Regions from separate parts of the Pan troglodytes genome. Here region 2 is linked to region 1. The links are chromatin contacts, called in public HiChIP or PLAC-seq maps. All regions are on one chromosome and are shown on one strand. The core of a region is the stretch at or near the end of the contact, and the rest is flanking DNA. Distances in the headings are between cores, read along the strand shown. Region 1 holds the start of SCN8A (sodium voltage-gated channel alpha subunit 8). Region 2 holds the start of SLC4A8 (solute carrier family 4 member 8).

Region 1 (7,081 bases), core at 3,279-5,778:
TACTACAAATTCTATAGATAGTAAAAGAATAATACAGGAATTTTATGAACACCTTTATGCCCATATAAATAAAATAGACAAATACCTTGATAGATAAAACTACCAATAAGAAATTTAAAACCTGAAAATCCCTATATTAAAGACAATAAATTTGTAGTCAAAAACTTTCCCTCAAGCCAGGCACAGTGGTTCATGCCTGTAATCACAACATTTTGGGAGGCTGAGGCAGGAGGACTGCTTGAGCCCAGGCATTTGAGAACAGCCTGAGCAACATAGCAACAACTTGTTTCTGTAAATAATAAAAAATTTAGCCAGGCACGGTGGCACATGCCTGTGGTCCCAGCTACTTGGGAAGCTGAGGTGGGAGGATCGCTTGAGCCCAGGAGGTTGAGGCTGCTGTGAGCTGTGATGGCACCACTGCACTCCAGCCTGGGCAACACAGTGAGAACCCTGTTTCAAAAAAACAAAAACAGGCCAGGCACGGTGGCTCACCCCTATAATCCCAGCACTTTGGGAAGCCAAGGGGAGGGGTGGATTACCTGAGGTCAGGAGTTCGAGACCAGCCTGGCTGGAACCCCTTCTCTACTAAAAATACAAAAAATTAGCCAGGTGTGGTGGCGGGCACCTGTAGTCCCAGCTACTTGGGAGGCTGAGACAGGAGAATCGCTTGAACTGGGAGGCGGAGATTGTAGTGAGCCAAGATCGCACCATTGCACTCCAGCCTGCCAACAAGAGCGAAAACTTCATCTTAAAAAACAACAACAATAAAAAAAACCAAAACAAACAAACAAACAACAAAAAAACAAAAACAAATCGAAACCCAAAACCCAAAAACTTTCCCACAAAGAAAACTCCAGGCCCAGATGATTTCACTAGGCAATTCTACTAAACAGTTAAGGAACATGTAATATGAATTTTACACAAATTCTTCCAGAAAATTGAAGAGAAGGGAATACTTTCTTTTCTATGAGGCCAGCATTACTGTGATACCAGGACTAGACAAAGGCATTAGAGGAGAACTACAGACCAATGCACTTCATAACATAGATGCGCTAATTCTTAACAAAATGTTAGCAAACCAAAGCCAGCAATATGTAAAAAAGATAGTATGTCATGATCAATACATTACCCTAGGAATGTGAGTTTAGTTTAACACTTGAAAATTAACCACTATATGTAAGACTAAAAAAAAAAAACATATGCAGAAAAAGCACTGACAAAATTAAACATCCATTATTGATAAAACCCCTCAGCCAAATAGGAATAGAAGATTCCTTCCTCAACATGACAAAGGGTATTTAGAAAAAAAAGCCTACAGCCATCATCATCATGTTTAAAGGCCAAAGATTCAAAGTTTTCCCCCAAGATGAGGAACTAAACAAAGATGTCTGCTCTTACCACTTCTATTCAACATTGTATTAGAGGTTCTAGCCAGTGCATGAAGGCAAGGAAAACAACAACGACGACATCCAGATTGGAAAGGAAGAAGTAAAACTGTGTATTTGCAGATTATATGTTTATCAGTAGAAAATCTAAAGGACTCTACAAAAAGCTCTACTAAAGGTATTAAATGAATTTAGCAAAGTTTCAAGACATATGATTAATATACAAAAATTAATTATATTTCTATACCATACCAATGAATAATCAAATTGCCATATAAAAATAGCATTCAATAACATCAAAAATATGAAATATTTAGGAATAAATCCCAGAAAGGTGAGCAAGACCCATATCTTGAAAACTATAAAACATTGAAATTAAAAAGGACTAAAATAAAGTGTCCATGGAATGAAAAATTTGATTTTGTTATGATATAAGTTCTTCCCAAGTTGATCTACAGATTCAATGCAATCTTGATCAAAATCTCAGTGGATTTTTGTTGAAATTTGACAAGGTGATTCTAAAATTCATATGGAAATGCAAAGAACCTAGACTAGCAAGATCAATATTGAAAACGAAGGGCAAAGTCAAGGGCTGAAAGTACCTGATTTCAACATTTATTATAAAGGCAGAGTAATCCAGACAGTGTGGTATTAGTGCCAAGACAGACAAATATATCAATGAAACAGAAGGAGAGTTTAGAACTAGATTCTTACATACTTGAGTAAACGATTTTTGCAAAGGTGCAAGGGTAGTCAGTGGAGACAGGATAGTGTTTTCAACAAATAGTATGGGGACAACTATATATCTATGCAACAAAACAACAAAAGAACTTCAAACTACATTTCATACCACATACAAAAATCAATTCAAAATGGATTATAAACCTAAATGTAAACTCTAGAACTATAAAATTTCCAGAAGGAAACATAGGATAAAATATTTGGGGCCTTGTGTTGGGCAAAAACTTATTAGACATGACACTAAAAGCATGATTCATAGAAGAAAAAATAATAAACTGAACTTCATAAAAATTAAGAAGGTCTAATTTTTTTTTTTTTTTTTTAAGAGACAGGTTCTGGCTATGTTGGCCAGGCTTGAGTGCAGCAGCTATTCACAGGCCCAATTATAACACATTATAGCCTCCAACTTCTGGCCTCAGGAGATCCTCTTGCCCGAGCCTCCTGAGTAGCTGGGACTACAAGTGTGCACCAGGAGAACTGGCTGAAGAACCTCTGCTTTTGGAAAAACACTCTTAAGAGAGTAAAAAGAATAAAAAGATAAGCCTAAACTGGGAAGCAATATTTGCCAATCACATGTCTGACAGAAGATTTGTATCCACAATATATAAACAACTCTTTAATTTTTTTAAAAAAATTTTAGAATCAGAGTCTCCTGTGTTGTCCATGCTGGACTTGAAATCCTAGGTTTAAGCAATTATTCCTGCTCAGTGTCCAGAGTAGCTGGGACACCAGGCATGCGTCACTGAGCCCAGCCAGGATATATAAACAACTCGTAAAACTCAATTAACAAGAAAAAAACCCACCAATTTTTAAATAGGCTAAAGACTTGAAGAGACACTTCGCCAGGAGGATTTACAGATGACAAGTCCATGAAAAGATGTTCAACATCTTTAGTCACTAGTGAAATGGACGACAGACCCACAGCGAGATAAAACTACACATCTATTCAAATGGCTAAAATTAAAAAGACTGATCACTCCAAATGTTGGTGAGGATGTAGAACAACTGAAATTCATATGCTGCTAGTAGGAATGGAAAGGCACAACCACTTTGGAAGGCAGTTTGGCCCTTTCTTAATATGTTAAATATACACCTAAGACAGGACTCAGTTATTCCATTCCTAGATATTTATACCCACAAGAAACGAAAGCATATATATCCATACAAAGACCTGCACACGAAAGCTCATAACAGCTTTGTTCGTAACGGACAAACATTGGAAATAACCTAAATGTCATCAACAGGTGACTGGATAAACACATTGTGGTGTATCCCCATAAAGAATACTACTAAGCAGTAAAAAAGAACTCTTGATAGGCAACGACTGAATAATCTCAAAACGATTATGCCGAGTGGAAGAAGCCATACAAAAAAGAGAGTTTGTACTGTATGATTCCATTTATTTAAAATTCCGGAAAATGCAAACCAATGTACAGTAATAGAAAGAAGATCAGTGGTTGCCTGGAGAGGGTGTGTGGGGGCGAGCGATGCAGGGAGTGATTACAAAGAAGCACACGGAGAAATTTTTGGAGGTGATGGGTGTGTTCATTACCTTGGTGGTGATGGTTTCATGAGTGCACACATAAGTCAAAATTGTACAATCTAAACACACGCAAATATACCCCAGTAAAGCTAATTTTAAATGTATTGTAGAGGGCACATTATGTGATAAGCATACCATGTGCCTGGCTGTGTTAGCAATGTGTGAAGTGCATGCTCCCCGTTAGTACAAACAAGAAGTTTATAAGGTTGCTACTGTGATTGTTTCCTTTTACAGACGAGAACACTGAGGTTTGGAGAGGTTGTTACACCCTTTTTCCCTCTTGTGATTGGTGGTAGGAAAATATTAAGTAGAGGAGAGGCACAGTAAAGTGCCAAGAGCTCTGGCACTCATTACCTAGATCCTCGCGAGGGTGGAGTGAGCGGTTGAAATGCTCATGCCTACTTTACAGATGGACAGACTGAGGATCGGAAAGACTGAGGTGGCCTGGGGGCTGTCAGGGAGGCAGCGCCTCCCCGCTCCTGGCAGCAGGTCCCTGTGGGCTGAAACACGAGCCTCCACCTGCCGCTGATTGACTTCTCGTTTTTTCAGTGGGCCCAAGATCCTGTAAATTGAGTTCCCTGCGCTTTTGGATGTCAGAAACTTCACTGAGCGCGGCACTGTTGGGGGGCAGGAGAAAGGTAAGACTTGGCACTGACGCGGGCCACAGAGCACGCGGGTCACCACGACAGCTTTCGGGTCTCGCCGCCCGGCGCTGGCGAGCAGCCAGCCGGCGTCTCGCGGCGGGTCCCGGCCCTCAGCCCGCGGCCCCTCCCGGCGGCTCGGCGGGGGCGTCTTGGAGGCGGGCCCGGGGACGCTCGCTGGCGCTCCCGCGCGGCGCCCCCTGCCGGCGCCCTGTTCCCTCTTGCCCCTGATCCGCTCCCGGCGGCGCGGAGACGCGAGTCTGAGAGCCTGCGGGCGGGCGGCGCGCTGCAGGCGAGCGGGCGAGCGGGCGCGCCCTGCAGGGGTAGGTGGGCCGCGGGGGCGCGGGCGGGCGGGCGCGAAGCGCAGGGAGGGGGCGGGGGCGGTGGCAGCGGCGCTTGCGGGCCGGGGCCGGCCCGGGCAGGGGGCGCGCGCGGAGGGGTCGGCGCGGGGGCGAGGCGGGCGGGGGGCCCGGCGGTAGGGGCGCGCGCGCGGTGGCGCGCGGCGGGCGCGAGTCATCAATTATGCAAGGACTCGGGCGGTGCGGGGGGCGGGCGCGGGGAGCGCTCCAAGATGGCGCCCACCGCAGTCCCGCCCGCCGCATCCTCGGCGCCTTTGCAGTCCGGCCGCGCCTCCCGGGCCCCGCGTTAGGGCCGCAGCTGCCTCCCTCGCCGCCGCCGCTGCCGTAAGTCGCCCCAGAGCCCCCGCCCTGGCGCTGCTTCCTGCCCTCCGGGTTTCCCTTCTCGCCTCGGGACCCTTGAGCGGGGCTCGCCCATCTCCAGTCAGGGGCTTTGCCGCAGAGTGCGCGGCGGGGCTCGAGGGGCCGTGGAGCTGGGGCTCTGCTCTCCTTGTTTTGGACAGGTGTTTGGAACTCTTGCTTCCTTCTTCTGTGTGTACCGGGGGTCTCTTAAGAGAACTGAGGACCACCAGTCCCCACCCCGGACACCCTGCTTTCTCCGTCTCGGCTACAGTGAGGGACACGGCCCGTCCTTGGTGCCCCTTCCGCGGTGCAGCCCTCCATCCCTCCCTCAGTGCCGGGCAGAGTTGGGGCCCCTAGCCGGCTTGCACTGGGAAGGGCAGCGCTGTCGGGATCTTCCTACAGCAGCCCCTCAGCCTTCCCCCTCCCCCATGTCTTACTGCATCCTTCTCCCTCAGCCGGCTTCACACTGCTAAAAACTGCAGAAGCCAAGGGCTCCTGGGTTCTTCCCGCAGCCAGCACTCCCGACTCCCTCTGTCCTTTACTCGGATGCGTTCGTCCCCCTCCCAACAGGGTGCTCTGGAGTTGTGATGGGGGCTCCCGGGACCTTCCTCGGCAGGCGAGGATTCCTGCATTTGGAAGCACATCACTTTGAGAATATCCCCTTCCCCCATCCCACCCCCACCCCCACCCCCACCCCTACGCCACCCGATGCAGAGCTTGTTCCTCTCCTCTCCCTCCCCCACCTTACCATCAGCAGCAGCACCCTTGGCTTCTTGTTAGCGTTGGGGTACAGGACTGTTTGCCCAGCTCCGTGGGCTTGGACCCTCCTCTCTAGTTCTCACTTGGTACCTTGGGGCACCGCAAAGCCTCTGCAGTTTCTCCTGAGAGCTCAGCTCCATCCCCTCCATTGCCAGCAACAACCACCGGTGGAGACTTGGCTAACTTTCCAGGGGTTAGCCAGGACTGTCAGACCCTTTCAGGGGCCCCAGCTTCGAGTTGGGATGGAATGGGAACCATTTTTCAGCCCGATAAATAGGATTCTTCAAACCATGCATTCCATCCGACTACTCCACCCTATGCCCTCTTCCTCACTTACACTGCAGTTTTTGAAGCATGAGGGAATACATTTTATGTCCGGAGATTCCAAGGTTCTGCATCAGCGTTCATAATAAATGGATGTCATCTGTTTGGGGGGAGGGTAGAAGAAACTTTGGATTGCATCTGGCTGAAGTCAGGGGGAGGGAGAAATAATTAGCATGGAGCAAGCTCTGCCACACAAGGAAAACTGCTTTGCATGCACAGTGGGCACCAGAGAGTCAGGGATGGAAGCAGGAAGTGTGGGTGGGGGCCATGGGGGTAAAGGGGGAGAGTGCTTTTTATAACTGTTTTCTCAAGTTTGAACCTGGAGAGCCTTTAGAGAGAGGTAGCAGTGTGTTAGGGCTGGGGGATGTTTTAGCTTTCCAATGGAGATTTCGGGTGTGGTAGGTTTTTCACTGTCTCAAAATCCCTCTGCACTTCTCTTTTCTCCACGTGCATTAGAAGATGTGGGGGGGGGGGGATGTTGTGCTTTTATTCTTTTCTCAAAAAAAAATTTTTTTTTGATTTGTGATGCAAATGGCTGGATAACATTACCACACGGTACCATCCTGGTAGGAATCTTGGGGGAATCAGACTTAAAATGCTGAAAGCTTTATAGCACATTACATGTAACCTGGTTCTTGAAATACTGCAGCATTTTTCTTTGGAGCTCATGACCCATAAGGCCTTCATTTCTCCCTGAAAGAGGATTTGGTTGCTGGTTGGTGAGGTGGTGGTTGTGGGTAGTGATCCTTTGGTGTTCAGCACGCATTCCCTGTCCTAGAAATTGAGGTCCTCCCTGGAGAGGGCTGCAAGCATGTTCCGTGTTCTCTGAACATCTGATTCAGGGTATATGTAAATGTGTTTCTGAGTAGAGCTGGTGGTGGGTATTGCAAAGCAGTTCATAATGGTGCAGATCGGTTATTGGTTTCTTGGCTTCAGTTTGAGCAGCTTTGGTTTTCATTTGGGGTTTTGTCAACTTTTATCAAAATCTTT
Region 2 (7,081 bases), core at 1,750-4,249, 160 kb before region 1:
TACAACATAGTGGTCAAGAACTCTAGAATCAGAGAGCTTGTTCTTGACTCGTCTCCTCAGGTGAATCTTTCCCCACCTCCTCAGAGAAGCTCTCCCTATCCCATGCCAGTTACTCTTGATCACATAACCCTTTATTTACTTAACAGTAGTGATTATAACTAGCGATTATCTTGTTTGATGACTTGTTTACTTTCTCCCACTTGATTGTAAGGCTTATGAGGCCAAGGACACTGTCTTAATTGCTGTTTTCCCAACACCTAACATAGGGCACGATACATAGGTTCTCAGCAAAAGTGTTTTGAATTAATAGATGAATGATGGAATCCCAGCTTCATGACTGCCTGACCTTGAGTAAGTTGCTTAACTTCACTGAGCCTCAGTTTTTTACCTGTGAAATAGAAAAAGAGTAGAGACATTATGACTATTAAATGACACAATGCATTTATACCACTAAACCCAGGTTCTGGTGTGTGGAAGTTTTCCCTAAAGCCTTCAGCATCCTGCTTTTTATCATATAAGAAAAATAAAGTCTGAATGAATTAGCCAGATCTCCACAATTTGATCATGGCCTTTTATTTTATTTATTTTTTATTTTTTTGAGACAGGGTCTCACTCTGTCACCTCGGCTGGAGTGGAGTGGTATACTGAAGCCTCTCCTGGGCTCAGGTGATCCTCCCACTTCAGCTTCCTGAGGGGCTGGGACTGCAGGTGCATGCCACCATGCCTGGCTAATTTTTTTGTATTTTAAAAATAGAGATGGAATTTCTACATGTTGGCCCAAGTTGGTCTTGAACTGTTGGGTTCAAGGGATCCATCTGTCTTGGCCTCCCAAAGTGCTGGGATTACAAGTGTGAGCCACCATGCCCAGCCCACAGCCTTTCTCTATCACAACTATTACCTCCCACTGCTCTTCTCAATAACTTTCTGCTTTGGCCCAAATTGTGGCTACCCTGAATGGGCCATGTGCATTATTATTCTTAAGTCTTTGCCTAAGACTTGAGATGCTTGCTCTTCTTACCTTGGGTCAGCTAAATCTTACCCATGTTTTCAGACTTAACTCAAATCTATGTCCTCTGTGAAACCTTCCTGAAGATCATTTTCTCTTCTGAATTTTTGCAATCTTCATGGTTTATATAATATTACTCATTAACATATATCCTGTTTCCCTGATAAGCCTGTTAAGCTCCCTTGGAGATATATATTTTAGATTTCTCTGCCTCTACAGTGTTACTTGGGCCTGTTCATTAGTAGGTGTTCAATACATTTTTTATTAGATTGAATTAAAAGCATTCATATTTACTAAGTACTTTCTATGTGCCTGGGATTGGTTGAGGCTCTGTTGAGTATACAGAAGGGCATAAGAAAAATAATCATTGCTTTCAAAGAACTTATAATATTTTAGTAAGCTAAAGTCAACATATAAAGTACTTAAATAACCACAGCATGACAACTGCTATAAGAAAGGTATGAAGTGCCTTGAGAATTCTGGGGAGGGTGAGATGACATCTGTTAGGGGTATCAGGGACAGTAGAATAAAGAAAGGCTTCTTGGAAGAGGGTGGCTTTTGAGATTAACTTTGAAGGATGGTTAAGATTTTGATGGACAAAAATGGGGATGAGGGTAGGATGTGAATTCCAGATTCAAGATGACAGGATTAGTAAAGAGATTGATGGAGTGTGTGGCAATGAACACTAAAACGCAGAGACTAGACAGGAGGCTTATACAGGACATCAGAAATACAATTCTGCTTCAGGGATACTGAAGCCCAACCTTGTTTCCAATTTCAGGACCAACACAAAGGATGGTAAGCAGGGGTGGAAACTTTTAACATGTATCAGACTACCTTCCCCAACTGTAGCTTCTTTAGGGGCTGAGAATTATTTGCAACAATTCTTCCCCTGACCCCAATTTGGACCTACCTGAAGTCTGGTATGATAGTGCATATAAAACAAAAGGCCCCATGGCCGGGTGCCATGGCTCACGCCTGTAATCCCAGCACCTTGGGAGGCTGAGGCGGGCAGATCACCTGAGGTCAGGAGTTCCAGACCAGCCTGGCCAGCATGGTGAAACCCCGTCTCTACTACAAATACAAAAAAATCAGCTGGGCGTGGTGGTGGGGACCTGTAATCCCAGCTACTCAGGAGGCTGAGGCAGGAGAATCGCTTGAACTGGATAGGCGGAGGTTGCAGTGATCCAAGAACACGCCATTGCACTCCAGCCTGGGCAACAAGAGTGAAACTTCGTCTCCAAAAAAAAAAAAAAAAACCAAAAAAAACCCAAAAGATACCTTTCTTTTTCTTGAGGAGAGAGGGTTGCTTCGATTTTAGCCAGCCTCTCTTTTCTTATAAATCCAAATCAAATTTAATGCATTATTCATGATATTCTAACCTTGTGTTAGGTCAGTAGTTCTGTTGCTAAATAATAATTTGCCTTAGATCATTTCCTGGAAAAGTTCGAAGCCTTTTTGTGGAATTGCTTCAACAGTCATCCTTAGCTCAACCCTGTCCGTGTGTTTTGCTTCTGACTTGAGACTCAAGAAGAAGACCTAAGTCATAGTGAGACTGTGAGGGGGCCTGACACTGCCTGCCTTCTTCAATTTAATGCTCTTTAATCTGGCCATTAGCTCAAGGAAAAACAATTAATTTTAGAAGGCCCTCTCCCCTCATCCGCAATTACCTCCTCCTGCAATCGCGAAGGATGTTTCCCCGGAATTTAAACATCATCTCCCAAGGAATGAAATCAGAATAGGCAAAACCGACACTTTCCCAGTTTTCAAGGGTCAGGTGCAGCTGCAAATAGAAGCAGAGATTTTCTAGCAAGCAGTTGGAAGGACCTTCACGCCCAGAGGCCCCTGAAGGGAGGGAGGCGGTTTCCAAGGCAACCGGGCCCGGGAGCGGTTGGCTCCCCGGCTCCTCCCCCTCCCCGCGGTAGCCCAGGGTACCGCCGGACAGCGTCCTCCCGTGCTCCGCGCCCTGATTGGCTGCGCAGGCCTCTCGCTGATTGGTTGCGGCGGATGCCTCGCGGGCCGGTGGCTATGGAGGCGGCGGCGGTTGATGGTTGACCGTTGGCTCCGGGGTAGGGGTCGCCGTTCGAGTGATCTGCTCAGATCCGACCAGAGGGCGCGGGCTGCTGATGCTTGGCTTGGAGCCCGTGGGGGAGACCTAGTTCGGCTCCGCCATGCCGGCCGCCGGGAGTAACGAGCCGGACGGCGTCCTCAGCTATCAGGTAGGGCCCCGCCTCCCGCGCCTCCCGCTCCTCCCCGGGGCGCAGCCTCCTCATCCTCTGCCCACCCTCCTTCCTTCTGCCCCCGAGCCCAGGCTTCCCAGGCCGCTCCCTGAGGGCGAGGGGAGGCCAGCCCGGGACACCAGGGGGCGCTCCGGGCGGTTGGGGACCAGGCCAGGGCTGCGAGAGAGTGACCTTGGGCCAAACCTGGGATCTGGCCCATCTCTGCCGCATCCCTTGCGCCGCCCGCCCAGGAGCCCTGACAGCCGGCGGGCGGCGACCTCTTGTCCTCCTCGCGTCTTTCTGTTGGAAGGGGCCGGCGTCTGGCCTCGCGTTGTCCTGCCAGAACGTGGGCAGAAAGGGTAGCAGGGACCTTGCTCTGGTGGGGCACGTCTTCTCTTTGTGTTTTTATTTCTGGGGGTTCCTGGTTCCTCAGTGGTTCAGAGGAAAAGCCAGAAAAGACTCTGGAGGCTGGGACCAATCCCTGATAGGGTGACCCGGTTTGTGACTCCCTCTGCCCCATTGAACAGACACCTGAAAACTTCTGGGTAGGGACTGCAAACTGGGCTGAGGATGTGTGGAGGGGTCAGGAACAGGTGCTTATTTAAGGGAATTAAAAAACCAAGGTTAAGTAACTGGTATTAGAACTGTTGGGGCGGCTAATGTAAGGAAAAGCATTGGACTAAGTGTTAGAGTCTGTAGTTTGAAATCCTACCTCTGCCTCACACAAACTTTGTGACCTTGAGTAAGTCACTTGCCTCTTTGAACCTCAGTTTCCCCAGCTATTAAAATGGGAATAGTTATGTCTTTTTTGTTTGCTTCACAGGGTTGTTTTGAGGATCAGACGAAGTGCTGTTTGTGAAAGGGCTTTGTGGAGTAATGTTTATTGTGTGACACTTAGTGAATGAGTGGCAGCCCACTGAATTCTCACTCCCCGTTTCCTGTGCAATCAGATGGTGTGGTTTCTGCCTTGGAAAGAGGGCTGGAAGAGGAGGCAAGTCTGAAGTACAGGGCTCTGAAGAGGGTAATGGGCCATCTCAGGGAGGATGACACGTCTTGGAAACAAGTGCCATGTTGACCTCAGGGATGGTTTCCCGGAGGAGGCAGGGAAAATATCCTGAGTTTGCAACAAAATGAATATCAGACACTGACTCTCTCCTCTTCTTCCTGGTTAATAGTTTGCTACTATTAATAGAAGATACATCCTTCTTTCCTTGCTCTGTCTGAAAAGAACAATATCTAAGATTTTGGAAAATGCATATCTAACCCCCTTAAAGCCTATTAAATGTATTCAATCTCTGTTTGGGATACAATGGTAAGAAAAAATAGGCAATGTTCTTGCCCTCCTGGAGCGTATCATTTAGTGGGGGAGGGGAGAAGTACTATTTTTAATCAAATATCACACAAATAAATATCATAAACTGTGATAAATGCTTTGAAGAAAGATAGGCAGTGCCGTAAGCGTGTATAACAGTGGTTCCAGACATGGTCTCAGAGAAGATTTTGCTAAGGAAGAAAATCTGGGCAAAGAGCTAAAGGATGAATAAATGTTAACTGAGGGAAGAGGGGGATCACAGGGCCTGAGAGGCAAAGAGAACAGCTACACAAAAGACCTGTGGCAGAGGGGGACACACCTGGTTAGAGACCTGAAATAAGGCCAGTGTGGTGCAGCAACAAGGAGCGATGAGGGGAATGGTATATGAGATGTGTTCTGGGGTTATAACACACAGGGCCATTTGGAGCCCATGCTGAGGAAGTTGACATTTATCTGAGGAACAAGGGGAAGCCACTGAAGGGGTTTAAGTAGAGGGGAAAGGGGAGAGAGGGGGTCTCTCCTAACCGGGAGAGAGAGAGAGGGCATGAGAGAGCAAATGAGATCATGAACAGATTTTCTTTTTTTTTCTTTCTTTTTTTTTTTTTTTTTTTTGAGATGGAGTCTTGCTCTGTCGCCCAGGCTGGAGTGCAGTGGTGCGATCTCCACTCACTACAAGCTCCGCCTCCCAGGTTCACGCCATTCTCCTGCCTCGGTCTCCGGAGTAGCTGGGACTACAGGCGCCTGCCACCACGCCTGGCTAATTTTTTGTATTTTTAGTAGAGACGGGGTTTCACCGTGTTAGCTAGGATGGTCTTGATCTCCTGACCTCGTGATCTGCCCGCCTCGGCCTCCCAAAGTGCTGGGATTACAGACGTGAGCCACCGTGCCCGGCCCAGATTTTCCTACTGAAAGATTTCTTTGGCTGCAGTGGGGAGAATAGGTTGGAATGAATGTGAGGATACAGTGTCCTTAACATGCAGAATGTTTACAGGTTGTATTATTGAGGGCATCATGACCCTTAGGTTTCTGTTAGTGTTCTGTGAAATTAGTAATTCTTGAGTACTTCTGGAGTAGGATAGAAAATATCTCCTTTATATCTAGTTTGTGAAACTTTCTTGGGTGGTAGGGTGAGGAGAAGAAAAGGAATACAATGGGAACAGTAGGACCTCATGAAGGCTGGAGTCAGGTAATAGGCAAATGGAAATTTGAGAGATAGGGAGGAAAAGAGAATGAGGGTAGAAGGAGGAAAGGAAATGGGGATGACTTGGGGGAGAGACAGTCAACTGACTGGCAATGACCAATTAAACCTTCTATGTGCTAACTAGGCTGTGTGGAGATGGGCCTTGTAAAGTGAGCAGATTGTGTAACTTGATGTAAACAGAGAGGTTCCAGACATCACCTCTAAATATCATAAGGCTGTGCTGTTTTGGAAGGTGTGAGCTACTGTCCTAGCCTTCTAACAGTTCCCTCTGCTTTCTTTCTTGCCCTTCTGTAAGACTACTCTCCACATGGCAGCCACAGGGAGCTTTTAAAAACACAAATCAGATCATGTCACGTCTTATCTTGAAACCCTTCAGTGGCTTCCTGGTGCCTTTTAGAATAAAATCCAAACTCTTTATCATGGCCTACCAAGCCTGAATGCAATCAGGCTCTTGTCCACCCTCCCAGGACTGCCTCTCCTCCACTCTCTTTCTTGCACCTCCTCTGGCTTTCTGTTTCTTCAATACAGTGAGTCTTGCATACCTCAGGTGGGTCTTGTGCCTGTCATTCCCTCTGCCCAGGATGCTGTTTTACCCAGGCCTTCTCATGATTCAACTAGAATGTCACTTCCTTAGAGTGGCTTTCTCTGAACCTTCATCCCAGTCACTCTCTTTAAGATGGTCCTGTTTTATTTTCTTATAACATATGACTTACCTGAAATATTCTTCTTTTGGCTTCTTGTTTATTATCATCTCAGTTAGAAGCTTCTTGAGGGCAGGGGACAAGCAGAAAATCTTCTCATCTAGCACAGTGCCTGGTATAAAATTGGTGCTCAATTGCATAAGTGAATGAGCAGCTCTCCCATATCCAAAGCCAGATGCCTCCCCTTAAGGAGCTCAAGGTCTAGTCAGGATTGGCACAGAGTGACAGATGGCCATTACTTCATTACACAACATCTCTTCCCTCTATGTTGTGCCTTTGCTCAGGCGTTGAAGCTGGAAAATCTTTCCCCTCCTCTCCGCCAAGAATATTCCATTTTAACCTTCAAGATCTGGCTCCATATCATTCTATTATATTCGTCACTCACTCTCCCCTGCTCACAACACCTACCAAGTGCTATCTTCCGTGAACCCTGACTTGTGGAATATACATATTCATCTCTGCTGCTCACCTGACAGCTCCATTTGCTGTTACTGTTAACTTTTATTGAATGCTTGCCATGTGCCAGGCACTATGCTAAGTGTTTTTCATGCATTATCTCACTTAATGCTCTCTATAACCCTGAGAATTATGGAACTGTATTATTGTTTTCCAAATGAGAAAACAAAGATAATAAAGAGGTTA

What was found. HiChIP or PLAC-seq counts read pairs in DNA pulled down with a chosen protein or histone mark.
Region 2: a contact with region 1 is called in an H3K4me3 HiChIP or PLAC-seq map of stem cell-derived excitatory neurons, with 4 times the contacts expected there. The contact joins the promoter of SLC4A8 here to the promoter of SCN8A in region 1. A contact is called at or near these places in 1 of 7 Hi-C or Micro-C datasets (stem cell-derived neural progenitor cells) and 1 of 1 datasets of contacts at active chromatin or transcription factors (stem cell-derived excitatory neurons).

Annotation. Positions count from the first base shown.
Region 1 is chr10:44,280,226-44,287,306 of NHGRI_mPanTro3-v2.0_pri, reverse strand. It overlaps SCN8A (sodium voltage-gated channel alpha subunit 8), which reads left to right and starts at 4,528. Exons shown (of 23, transcript XM_063785628.1): 1 at 4,528-4,633.
Region 2 is chr10:44,436,252-44,443,332 of NHGRI_mPanTro3-v2.0_pri, reverse strand. SLC4A8 (solute carrier family 4 member 8) reads left to right here and starts at 2,999. Exons shown (of 23, transcript XM_054663326.2): 1 at 2,999-3,225. The coding sequence starts at 3,178. It overlaps LOC129136535 (a long non-coding RNA gene), which reads right to left and starts at 2,873. Exons shown (of 2, transcript XR_008538304.2): 1 at 2,677-2,873; 2 at 110-388.